Regions from separate parts of the Ovis aries genome. Here region 1 is linked to region 2. Evidence: chromatin contacts called from public Hi-C data. All regions are on one chromosome and are shown on one strand. Each heading gives the region's core, a stretch centred on a gene start, on an enhancer-like site or on the middle of the called end of the contact. The rest is flanking DNA. Distances are from core to core; before and after follow the strand shown.

Region 1 (6,522 bases), core at 2,965-5,464, 100 kb after region 2:
CTTTAGGCGTGCTGTAATGGGAATGACGAATTTCAACATAAACCTCATTTTTTCCTCACTGAAAATAGAAACTTCTTAATGAAAATATGTTCTGACTGCTTGGAGCCAGAAATGCAGGTTGAAGAGCTTCATTTCAAATTTTGAACGGTATGAATGGAAGAAATGCAAACCATCTAAAGCATTCAGTGGACAAAAGCATTTCATTGTGCTTTTCTAACTTCTGGTTGCAGTTTTACTATTTTAAGTGCAATTTTTAGCGTGCTTTTCGAGAGTTTTAATGAGACGTTTCAGTGGGCACTGTTTTCTTCAAATCACTTACATCCAACTTGAAAACAAGAATTAAGAAGGTAGTTGAGTTTCCAACCACAAGAAATATACAAATACCATGTGTATTAGTCGCTCATGTCCCACGCTTTGCAACCCCATAGACTATATTCTCTGTCCATGGAACTGTCCGGGCAAGAATACTGGAGTGGGTTGCCATTCCCTTCTCCAGGGGATCTTCCCAACCCAAGAATCAAACCCAGGTCTCCTGTGTTGTAGGCAGATTCTTTATCATCTGAACCAACAGGGAGCTCATACAAATACCATAGGACGTTTAGAAATGCAAGTTTGTGTGTAACAGACATACAGTCCAAGATGGACATTCCTAACAAGAACTTTCAGGTGAACAAATGAAGTGCCAGCTGGGGCTTTGGAACATCACGAAGGGTCCATGCTCTATACCTCTCATACCATGGGACACTTGTGCTATTGGACCCTAGGTGGCTTCTCTCCTGGGCCAGGGCTCAGGGACACTTTGTGACCCAGTGATTTTTGCCAGCATCCAGTCTAGCCTCCCTACAATCAGCGCCACTTTGAGCCCCTTTCCCTGATCTAGAAATGGAAGCACTCAGGTTCCCTAAATATGATTCAGAAGGAAGTGAAAGTGTTAGTCATTTAGTCATGTCCAACTCTTTGCGACCTCATGGACTATATGCAGCCTGCCAGGCTCCTCTGTCCATGGGATTCTCCAGGCAAGAATCCTGGAGTGGGCAGCCATTCCTTTCTCCAGGGGATCTTCCCCACCCAGGGTTCAAACCTGGGTCTCGTGCATTGCAGGCAGATTCTTTCTTTACTGTCTGAAATTCAGATGGAGCTCACCATCAATTCAAAGGCAGGTACAGAATGGCATCTGTTGGGAGGCTTTAGGGACGGCCTAATGAAAAATCTATCACTTAGCACTGATTTCTTTGAGCAAAGACAGTTGAACCATCTTCAAATACCTCACGACAACTTTTTTTTTCCCATCCATATAATGAAACCATGGACTTCCCCCACTCCCTGCCCCCACAGCTCAGAGGGTAAGGAATTTTTCCCTGCAATGCAGGAGACACTGGAGATGTGGGTTCAATCCCAGGGTGGGGCAGATCCCTTGGAGGAGGGCACGGCAACCCACTCCAGTATTCTTGCCTGAAAAATCCCATTGACAAAGGAGCCTGGCGGGGCTACAGTTCAAAAGATTGCAAAGAGTCAGACACCCCTGAGCACACATGCCATGAAACCACAATTACAAATTTGAGTGAGTTCAGTGCTGTTGTCTCAGATGAACAGAAGCGTTCCAGGTTTGCCCACACAATTGAGCTGGAGCTTCATGTCATGACTTTTAATAGGAGGGGGAGGCGAGTGAGGAGGAGATGGAGAAATGAGCCTCTTCTGCCTCCTCTGATCCCCTCTTAGCTCTTGTTCCCTGAGGCAGACTCCAGGAGAGAGAGGCGAGGAGGGACAGGCGCGCTGGGTGGGTAGAGTGCGCCTCTGTGTCTTCTACCTCCTTGTCCCTTTCCCCGTTGCCTCCCTCCACCAAGGCCTCCCATACCAACACTGCCACCAAAGCCTGCACGTGCCCCCAGGGCCCCCTGCGGCCTCTGCGCTGAAAATGCAGCCAGCTCAAGTGCACAGCCCCTGGAACCAAGCCAGCGTGGCCCTGTCCTCTTGGTGTTTGATGCATCCCATAAAGAACCTGCCTGCTAATGCAGGAGACATAGGAGACACAGATTTGATCCCTGGGTTAGGAAGATTGGAGGAAGAGATGGCAACCCACTCCAGTCTTCTTGCCTGGAAAATCGCATGGACAGAGGAGCCTGGTGGGCTACAGTCCATGGGGTGGCAAAGAGTTGGACACAACTGAGCAGACACACATACACACACACACACACACACGTACATGATTTTACAGCATTCAAAACTTTTCTAGATCTTTTGCATTTAAATCTCCTGGGTTGGGAGTTACAGGTAATTTGGCAAAGCAAACACCATAACTGGTCTCTTACATAACCCTACAACTGGCAGCAGGGAACCACACACGGAGATAAAACAACCCTCACTCATCCAGGAAGACTTTGCATTTCCTTTTATGGAGGGATAAATACTCCAGTTTGCTCTTTCCCGTTGCATATATCCTTTTCATTATTGGCTGACTTTAATGAATCTTTGAAGTTAATTTTTACATGTGAACAGCAGGGTTCCACTTAACTTTTGGAAGCTTAAGAGGTGTCCATGTGTGCCTCTAAACTAAAGAATGTTTTTCATAAATAACGTGACTGCGTTTAGGTGATAATGAAATTGGAGAGGGTGGGAAGAACCTAGCACTCAGACCGCCATAGGGACCAAAACTGACACAGCACTTGGAAGTTCAAAGAGCTGCAGCATTTTAACGGGATTAAGGGGTTCCCTGGTGGCTCAGCAGTAAAGAATTGGCCTGTCAATGTACGAGACTCGGGTTTGGTCCCTGGGTCGGGAAGATTCCCCTGGAGAAACAAATGGCACCCCGCTCCAGTATTCTTCCCTGGGAAATCCCATGGACAGAAGAGCCTGGTGGGCTACAGTTCATGAGGTTGCAAAGAATTGGACACAACTTAGTGACTAAACAACAATAACATTTAAGAGAGATAAGCAAAAAGGACCTGCTGTATAGCACAGGGAACTATAGTCAATATCCTGCAATAACTGATATGAGAAAAATCTGAAGAATAGATACACATACACGTATAACTGAATCACTTTGCTATACACCTGAAACTTACACAACAGTGTAAATCAACTGTACTTAAATTTTAAAAAAATAGTAAAATGAAAATTTGGGGGGAAAAAGGAGTTGTAGCCTTTTCAAAGAACCGGTATCCTGCTATTCCAGTATGCTTCTTCTAGACCAGACCTCTTACCTGCAAAAAGGCCAACTGAACTAGCTTTTCAATTATACTATCCATTCTTTCTATTTCATCATCCTTTCCTATTTAAAACAAAACCGAAAACACTCAGTCTCTGAGTCTCCAAGCAGACAGCCTCTTAATGTTTTCTTTCTCAGCTTCAGAGGTTCAGATTACTCTAAAATGTTTTCGAATCTTTTTTCCGAATTCAGTAGGCGTTAGAAAATGATGAAAGAGCTGCCTATTCCTAGTTGTCCAATTACAAAGTTTTCCAACGAAAATCCTAGGATCACTTCCCACATTCTCACTATGAAATACAAGTGGGAATTAGGACATTCATCCAATAAAATTTCATCAGAAAAAACAAAAAAAGGTGGGGGGGACAGGGCACATTTCGAAATGAATTCTACTTTTTTTCTTTGAAAAACAGAGGTCATTGACCAAGACAGATTTCCAAATGTTTTCTCTAATATCCCAGTGTATGAAACTTTGATTTAAGTGTTCAGGAAATTACAGGGATCAAACCATTCCCCAAGACTTCAGTTTCCAGGTTTCTCCAAGCCTTGAAAGTTCCCCGCAGGCTAATTACTGTTTACTGCTGTAGCCCTTCCTGCTTCTGTCTGTAACATTTTCCATCCTAAGAAGGGTCGTCCCATTCAGCGGCGGAGCCTGGTGACTGAGTGGCTGAATGGAATTACTACCAGTGGAAACTATGCTGCAAGAGGGAGAGATAAAACAGCTGCAAAGCAAACCTCGGCCGTTTTTTCCATCCTCCCCAAGCGAAGTTAATTAGCATAGGGAAAATGACTAAGGTGTTGACGTCACCTCTTTCCAGTAGAAACTTACACTCTGTCCCTGTCCGCCTGCGAGTCAAGCAGGGCTTGACTCAGGAATTTGGTGTCCAAACAGGATGCCCTGGAAGCAGTGCTTTTTTTCCCCCGGAGTTGGGGCGGGGTGGGGGCGGGGGGAGCCGGACCTCGTTGCTTTATAAGCGCCGGCTCGAGAAAGAACCTAACAGCTTCGGGTAAAGGAACTCCATCCACTTGGGGCTTGACCGCGGGAGTCGCTGTAGCTCTCACTGTAAGAAAGCAAGATGCACTTTAGAAATTTTAACTACAGTTTTAGCTCCCTGATTGCCTGTGTGGCAAACAGTGAGATCTTCAGCGAAAGTGAAACCAGGGTAAGGCTTCTGATATAATGTAATTTTTTTAAAATTTGAGACAGCGATTTCAAAGCATGATGTTAATTGGTACTATTAGCTGAGATAGTTGGTGGGGATGTGTGGTTCTCGTTGTGGGTTTTGGGGTTTTTGAAATGCATCCAGAATGCTTTGAGCCTTCAGAATCAACAGGTGTTGCCTGAGGAATTAGCTCTGAAGGAATTTTTTAAAGCTCAGTATTTAAAACTGTCTCTGTCCCTTGGCCAGTTAGTAAGCAGGGTTCAGCATGGTGTTCGTTTCATTCTTTGTAGATTGTAAGTAAACTTTTGGAGGGAGGACTTTCTGACAGTGCACAGAATGTTTCACTTTGACATCTCGAGTTCAGGATACTTTGATTTTATCTTAGGAAATCACTATTGTAGAGATATTTGAATGTTTGAAGTAATTATAAGGACCTGTCTTCAACTTTCTAGGTTTTTCCAGGTGGAGAAAGTGCACCCATAGCAAATAATAAATAGATAGATAAGTTAAACATTGTACCTCCTGGAAAGCAGCTGTATAACTAGTGATTTTAACTACTATGCTTTACTTCTTCATTTGATTAAAATGCCAAGATTTCCATCAGTAGCTATGAAGCTATCTAACTGATCTCTAAAACAAGACTGTATAGCAATGAATTCTGTGTTTTCTCTTTAGGGGGCAGTGATCATGTTATATCCTTATACCTAAAGCCATACTGAGACTTGGGACGTTTTCTTTCTTTTTTTCTTAAATCAAATTTAACTCCCTAATCATGTAGTCTGCTTACAAGCCAGAATCGTGGTTTTTTACCTAGATATTAGAGCATGGTCTTTGTGTACGTGCATGCTTGTTAATTCACTTCAGTCTTGTCCAACTCTTTGCAACCCCATGGACTGTATGTAGCCTACCAGGCTCCTCTGTCCATGGGATTCTCCAGGCAACAATACTGGAGTGAGTTGCCATGCCCTCCTCCAGGGGAACTTCCCGACCCAGGGATCGAACCCAGGTCTCTTAAGTCTCCTGCACTGGCAGGTGGGTTCTTTATCACTAGCGGCACCTGGGAAGCCCAATCTATGTGTAAACTTACTACAAAGTCTATGTACCTAATATTAGCCTTATGTGAGTAAAATCACTGTTTACTCATTTCAGTAGAGAAGCCACCCAACAACTGTAATAACAAATGAGATTATTTTATAAAAGAACGGTAGGAGAACAATACGAAATTAACAAGGTAGTGTGGGTTCTCTTGCACTCTGGTCTTCAGCCCTGACTTGCCGTCTAAAAATATCCATCAAACTCATCTCTCTTAAGTTATGAATCATAACTCCAAACAGTTGGTCACAGTGCCTACGGATGAGGTCGTGTGAAATTCCAAATCCGCACAGACACCCTCACGCCCCGGACTCACCCGTGCTCCACAGAGGGGCGGAGACCAACCGAGTCACCGCGCGGCCAGATGAACTCGAAGCTTGAGCATCTGCTGCGCCTTCACTCTACTTCTGTTTCTCCGCGTCACCTCTCCTGGGAAAGTCACAGACTTTTCCATCAACTAACAAAACCCAAGGAACTGGAAGAGAGAAACTCTGTGAGCTCTTCCCATGTCTCCTGGTGGAGACGCCAGCCAGGAGGAAAGGCAGGCCCTGCCCCGTGGAGCCCTGCCCGATGGAGCAGAAACTGACCAACCACCCATCCATCCGGAGGCCCATCCCCTCCTCCACTTCCTAGTACCAAAAAGTCTCAGGGACGTTCTCCACTTCTGCTGGAATCCTCTCTCTGCTTTGCAGAAACAGCATGCTCTCTATAGATTTCCAGAGTCCTTCCAGGCCTCCTTGTCTCACCAGTCACCTGGGTAGAGGACACGCTGCCTGCCTCAGCCCCGCTCTCAGCCACCCCCATTGGCCTCTCACCATCCCCAGAGTTTAGTCTGCAAAAAAGATTCAGAAATCTGGTAACTGACAGCCCCTGCACAATCTTCCTACAAGTTTCAAGAGTGTCCATAACACCTTCCCCTCTGGTTGGAAAAGATGGCAGTGGTCTCCCAGTTCCCCAGAACAACACCCCATTCAGGACCCAACCCGGTGGTGGTGGTGGGGGGGGTGGTGGTGGTGCTCCTGCAGAACTTTTCCCAGGATCTGATGAAACATTCTCCTGAATCTA
Region 2 (6,381 bases), core at 348-2,847:
GCCATTTGAGAGTTTGCCAGAGGTTTATCCTTACAAAGCCAGAACATTTGAGTGCATCTTTTCTTTTTTTTTTAAAGTTTGTCCATTACTAGGGGCTTTTACAGATCTCCTGATACTCATTTATTATTGACAGGGTGACTGTATGCTCCAGTTTGCCCATCTCGTCCCACGAAGGTAGTAGTCCCCTCTTTCATCTGAAGTTTGAGTGATCACTTATATACGTACTTAGTATTTATACAGTTCATGATAAACACCCTATTAGTGCTTACCGTTGGCCAAATATTTTATGTACATTGTTAGATTTCATCCTTCTTGTGCTTAGTTGCTCAGCTGTGTCTGACTCTTTGGAGCGCTATGCCCTGTAGCCTTCCAGGCTTCTCTGTTCGTGGGATTCTCCAGGCAAGAATGCTGGACCGGGTAGCCATCCCCTTCTCCAGGGGAATCTTCCCAACCCAACATTGCAGGCGAATTCTTTATTGTCTGAGCCACCAGGGAAGCCTACTCATCCTTCTTAACAACCTTCTGTGATAGATACTGTATTTGCCCATTTTATAGATGACAACGTCTTTCCGCTGCCTTTGCAAAGCTAATCAGCACATAGAATCCCGTGGCAACTGGGCATCAGATTCTGGGCGCAGCTACAGAACGATGGCAGACAGGACCTTGGGCTCAAGCCTTCTTCATTTCTGCAGGGAGGAATCAAGGCTCAGAGCGGTGCTGAGGTTTCCTGAGGGGGAACTCACTACATACTAGCAGAACTAGAATTTTCTCCCAGCCCACCAGTTACACTGCTTGTCTGATTTCCTGTGCAATGATGTCCTCCCCTGCCCCATCCCCCAGCCCTCGCTGAGCACGCAGAGCTGTTGTTTAGTCAGCTGAGTCGTGTCAGAATCTTTTGTGACCCCCTGGACTGTAGCCCGCCAGGCTCCTCTGTTCCATGGGATTTTCCAGGCACAAATACGGGAGTAGGTTGCCATCTCCTGCTCCAGGGGGCACCCAGGGCATGTGGATAGTGAGGTGGACATCCAGAGTCTTATTGGCAGGAACAAGAAGAACTGTCACCATGCTACCGTTAGGGGCCCCCAAAGAGCAAGGTATCTGTGGCCGGTCCTGGTGGAGGGGCAGAGGAGATGGTGTCCTGAGAGCTAGTCCCTGGGCTGTTTGAACACCAGCGCCCGCCACCAGGGGGAGGTCACTTCACATAAGTTCTGCCGTAGAGACTGGTGGTTGCCTTAGATTTTATTTCTGGCATTAAAGACAGAAAGTGCATTTTCAGAGGGGGAACTCCCTCCTTGTGCTGCAGAAGAAGCTATCATAATCATCGGTGTGTAATTGAAACTCGTGAGAGGAGAGACACCCCCTCACCCCCCCAGAAAGCTGGCCAAGGGAGGGGACCCTCGCTGCTGCTGGGCAATGGGACCCACTTTGGTTCCAACAGGGAACAAGGATGCTGTGCCTCAAGGAGTGACCCTCCTCTTCCAGCTGCCCCTAGTGAAGGCTGTGACATCTTCCACCCCCTGCTCTGATCTGTGTTTACTTGTTCAGATGGTGACTCAAACTATCAGGTGACTAAAACTATCGGCATAAAGAAATACAAAGAGAGCTCACTCAGAGGAAGCAGGCACTTCACTGCAGAGATAAGGGCAATTTTCTGAGCTGGCTTCTGCCATTAGGTTGCTACAGAGATTAGTTTTCAAAGGCAAAGCTCATGCTGCTGCATAGGTTGCCAGACCCCTGTGGTGACCCCTGTTCTCCGAGGAATTATCTGCTGCCCAGGCGACAGGGTAACAGCGTTGTTCTGGGCTGAAGTCAGGATTTGGGACAGTTCGGGTAGGTCTCAGCTCTGCTCACACAGCCACCTTTCCATCCTAAGGTGCAGATCTCAGACGGTGATGGAGAACCCTCAGGTCGGGGTGAGCTGACTCTTGTTGCTCAGGCGCTCAGTCGTGTCCGACTCTTTGTGACCCCATGGACTGTGGCACGCCATGCTTCCCTGTCTTTCACCATCTCTCAGAGTTTGCTCAGACTCACGTTCATTGAGTCTGTGATGCCATCCAACCACCTCATCCTCTATCACCTGGTTCTCCTGCCCTCAATCTTTCCCAGCATCAGGGTCTTTTCCAGTGAGTCGGTTCTTCCCGGCAGGTGGCCAGAGTATTGGAGTTTCAGTTTCAGCATCAATCCTTCCAGTGAGTATTCAGGGTTGATTTCCCTTTGGGTTGACTGGTTTGATCTCCTTGCTGTCCAAGGGACTCTCAAGAATCTTCTCCAGCACCACAGTTCGAAAGCATCAATTCTTCAGCACTCAGCCTTCTTTATGTTCCAGCTGACTATAAACTCCTAAAAACAGACCACTCACCAGCAAAACTCGCTGGCTTACAGTTCATGAACTGGCCAGGAAGACCTTGCAGACATCTGGCAACACCTCTCCCTCTCTGGAGTAGCCCCACTGTAGGTGTATCCTTCAGACTCAACCACGTGCTTGACCCTGACACAGCATTTCCAGAGCTGTCCTCATTTTTCACATCAACTCTGAATTTGTATATTTCTTCCCAGTGACTTATAAGTTTTCAGGGAACACTTGGACTCCAGTGTGTTCTGTTACTTGTTATTTCCTTGATATATCTTGGGAAATACCATCACCGAATGGTCAGATAGTCTATAACCTCCACATTCAGAGTATTCCCGTTACTTGGAACACATTTAAGATAATGACCTAGTTCTCACTACTGTGAACATGCCTGAGACGGTGGCATAGATGAGTTGGGTGGGCGTAGAGAGGTTATATGTTTGGGGGGTGACTTCCTGCATTTATTGGAGGGTAGCTGTGCAGAGGCCCAAATAGAGTCCAATGTGCTATATCCGCGGCTTGGAATGAAGCAGCAACAGCCAGCCTGTGGCTGAGATCGTGAGCACATTCTTTATCTTATATCGTAAAACAAGGGCTGGGTGGTCCTTTACCCTACTAGGATACGGCGAGAATGAAATACAGCAAGGCCATGTTTGTGATAATACTTGATAATACCCTGAAATTATCTGCTTAGTCTTTATCAAGGACTTTATTACTTACTTTATGATCAGAGGTTTTGTATTGAATCAGTTCAGTTCAGTTCAGTTCAGTTGCTCAGTCATGTCCAACTCTTTGCCACCCCATGGACTGCAGCACACCAGGCTTCCCTGTCCATCACCAATTCTCGGAGCTTACTCAAACTCACGTGCATGGAGTTGGTGATGCCAATGTATTGAATAGCCATTTCATTTTTATTTCATTTTCCTTTATTTTCCTCCTCTGTTTTCTCTCCTAGATAGCACAGGGACCACACTGGCAGGATTACTTACTTGCAGGCTTTTTCTTGCCTGTTTTTCACTTTATTTTAATGGCTTAGCTGAGAGTGAAAGTGTGCAAAAGAGAACGCAGGCATTACCCCAAGAACGCCCACCTTCTTTATGGATAAATGCCTACGTTCCTTTAGGGCTTCTCGGGTGAAGAATCCTCCTGCCAATGCAGGAGACACAGGTTCAGTCCCTGGGTCGGGAAGATCCCCTGGAGAAAGAAATGACAACCCACTCCAATATTCTTGCCCGGGAAGTCCCACGGACAGAAGAGCCTGCTGGGCTTCAGTCCATGGGGTCGCAAAAGAGTTGGGCATGACAACAACCGACTTTGGTATTATGTGTGTTAAAAAAAAAAAGCACAGTCAGACAGTTGAGCGACTGAGCACAGTACAGACATGTTACAGGAGCAGTAACATGCAGTAGTTACGAGGGTGGACTCCAGAGTCATGTCGGTCTGCACTGTGAGACCTTGGTCAAGGACGTTATCTTCCCTGTGCTTCAGTCCCTTTGTAAAATGGGGTAATAAAAGTACAAGATGAAAAGAGCGTATAAATACAGAGCTAAGAATAATACCTTCCAACTGTGAGCAGTTTTATTTCAGTGGTTACTAAAATGCAAAGACTGTTGTATCTGAGATTGCTCGCTGCGTAATCCTGTGCCCAGGACAGTGTCTGCCACCAGGTCTCCCACATTGCAGGGAGACGCTTTACCTTCTGAGCCACCAGGGAAGCCCCAATAAATATTTGTGCAGCAGTGAAAATAAAGCATTGACATTATAAGGAAAGCATTGCTCTCTTAAGTTCGTTAAATGTTAAGCCTTATTTTCCCAGGAGTAATTTTAGGCACCTCCAGATGCTGCCTACATTATCTTAGCCCAGTAGGTTCTGCTGGGCTTCCCAGGTGGCTCAGTGGTAAAAAATCTGCCTTCCATGCAGGAGACTCGAGTTCGCTCCCTGGGTCAGGAAGATCCCCTGGAGTAGGAAATGGCAATGCACTCCAGTATTCTTGCCTGGAAAATTCCATGGATAGAGGAGCCTGGCGGGCTACCATCCACAGGGTCCCAGAGAGTCACACATGACTGAGCACACAGAGGCTCTGCAGCTTTAAAATTGTTGCATACGCACATGTGTGTGTGCATGTGTGTGTGCGCACACACCCACACCTGTATGAAATTGACAGGCTTAGATTTGCCTCGACATTTAGGCTACTGTTGTGAAACGTATTATACCAGAAGACTGCCCTGGCTTGTTATCACTTGTAATGCTTGGAAAACCATGTTTTAACGTGATTGAGTGTTGCCACAATGTTGAAAACAAAGAAAACTATAAACACTTTAAAAAATAAGTCAGTAAGATAATGGACATAAAAACCATCAATTTTATCTGAAACAAAATCATTATTGATGATGAAAAGAAATCCTAGGCTTCCCCACACACACACATACAATCCTGTATTTGAAAAATATACTGTCATCTTTGCTGGTGAGGTTTTCCCCCCTCCCTCCATCCCTCCCTTCTTCTTTCTCTCTCTCTCTGCTTCCCTCCCCTCCCCTCCCTCTCCTTTTCCTTAGAATGCCTTTTTGAGGACACATAGATCTTTTCAGAAATGCATTGTCACCTGCTGAATCCCACGTGCTAGCTAGCCTCTGGCCTCCTTGATAGAAGGGAGCAGGTCATTCTTTGCTAAATCTCATCCGAAGGGGGCAAAGTCAACTTGTGAGCTTCTTATCTCTGAACACTGCTGCCCTGGTTTCCATCAGATTGTGCCAGGAAAGATGACCTTCCTTAATGAAATGTATGCTGTCTGCTTAGTACTCAGTAGCCTGCTGTGCTTTTAATTACATGAACCAGTCTTTAAAAACTTGAGTCTTATCTCTGGAGCAGCATGGCACCCACAGTCTGTCCCCAGGTCAGCCATTCCAGATGGTTACATCAGAGAGCGGCACCCTTGGGGGCTGAAGATTGGATCGAAGGGCTTTAGCACGGTGTGGTCTGGGCTCGTAGTTCTTGGAGCGCTTTCTTTTTTTTTTTAGAATTCCAATTTTATTAGAGAATGTATCTAAAATACAGTATTTATTGTTATATTATTTGAATGGAAATATACTCTGTATCACAACTATAACAGTTTTTATAGATAATTCATTTATATCTGTATAGTTCAAAAGTCACTAAATCATAGTGTAATTAAGATACCATTGCTACAAATATATACGAATTTAAAGTTTTTCTTTATTATACCATCTTGGAATCACAAACGTTGATCTGATTTACATTACATAGATCAAGACTATTTTGCCTGATTTATATTCCACAGTTCAATTTATCCTCGTATATAGATTTGCACTCAATCATCCTACCTTCTTATATTTTAAAAATAGCATTTTACTGAACCATCGTGAGTACTCATTACCCCACATTCTGTGAGCAAAATCAAGGTTCTTATATTCTCTGTCACATAAAGGCTACTATCATAAGCAAAGCACCAGTCACAGCAAATCTGTCAATCATGACAATTGGTCTAGGTTTTCACATTTTAGTAGTAAGCACGTCAGGTGAGAGATGAAGGGTCTAGAAAGCCAGATGCAAAGCAGCGAGGGCCCAGTTCACCAAGGTGGGCTTGTGCTAAGCTAAAGGGAGGCCCAAAGGCTCTCCCCTGGACGCCGCCCCGGGGCCGCCTTATTTGGGGAAAACTCTGACTTGTCTGTTTTTCAGCGGCTGAGCCGGACGCCAGTTGGCCAACATCAGGAGTTCAGGCTCACCCTCCGCGTTGAAGTTAAGAGTACGGAATTTCAGCATCTGCTGACTGCTAACAGAGATGGGTTCGGAGCGCTTTCTTTGTGCTTTCAGTCCAGGATAACTCAGCCTTCATCCAGCCTTCCAGTCAGACTTTAGCAAGAAGTTACTCACCGTTGTATTTATGTCTACACTGTGCCCGGGTGTTGCTGTTCAGTCGCTAAGGCGTGTCTCACTCTTTGCCCCCGCCCCCTGCCCCCATGGACTGCAGAACGTCAGGCTTCCCTGTCCTTCACCATCTCCTGGAGCTTGC

The links. Hi-C and Micro-C count contacts between places; a contact is called where the count stands out from the background.
Region 1: a contact with region 2 is called in a Hi-C map of liver, with 4 times the contacts expected there. The contact joins the promoter of RCAN1 here to the enhancer-like site in region 2. A contact is called at or near these places in 5 of 16 Hi-C or Micro-C datasets (hypothalamus, liver, muscle and 2 more).

Annotation. Positions count from the first base shown.
Region 1 is chr1:121,617,406-121,623,927 of ARS-UI_Ramb_v3.0, forward strand. It overlaps RCAN1 (regulator of calcineurin 1), which reads left to right and starts at 4,215. Exons shown (of 4, transcript NM_001009274.1): 1 at 4,215-4,365. The coding sequence starts at 4,279.
Region 2 is chr1:121,518,989-121,525,369 of ARS-UI_Ramb_v3.0, forward strand. It overlaps a transcript of RCAN1 not described here. Among named protein-coding and RNA genes, the nearest start is that of CLIC6, 76 kb to the left of the region's middle. Within about 2 kb of position 1,598, at least 13 of the 54 cell types and tissues checked have an H3K27ac peak or open chromatin away from gene starts, as enhancers often do. A contact at or near this core is called in liver, where this site is marked.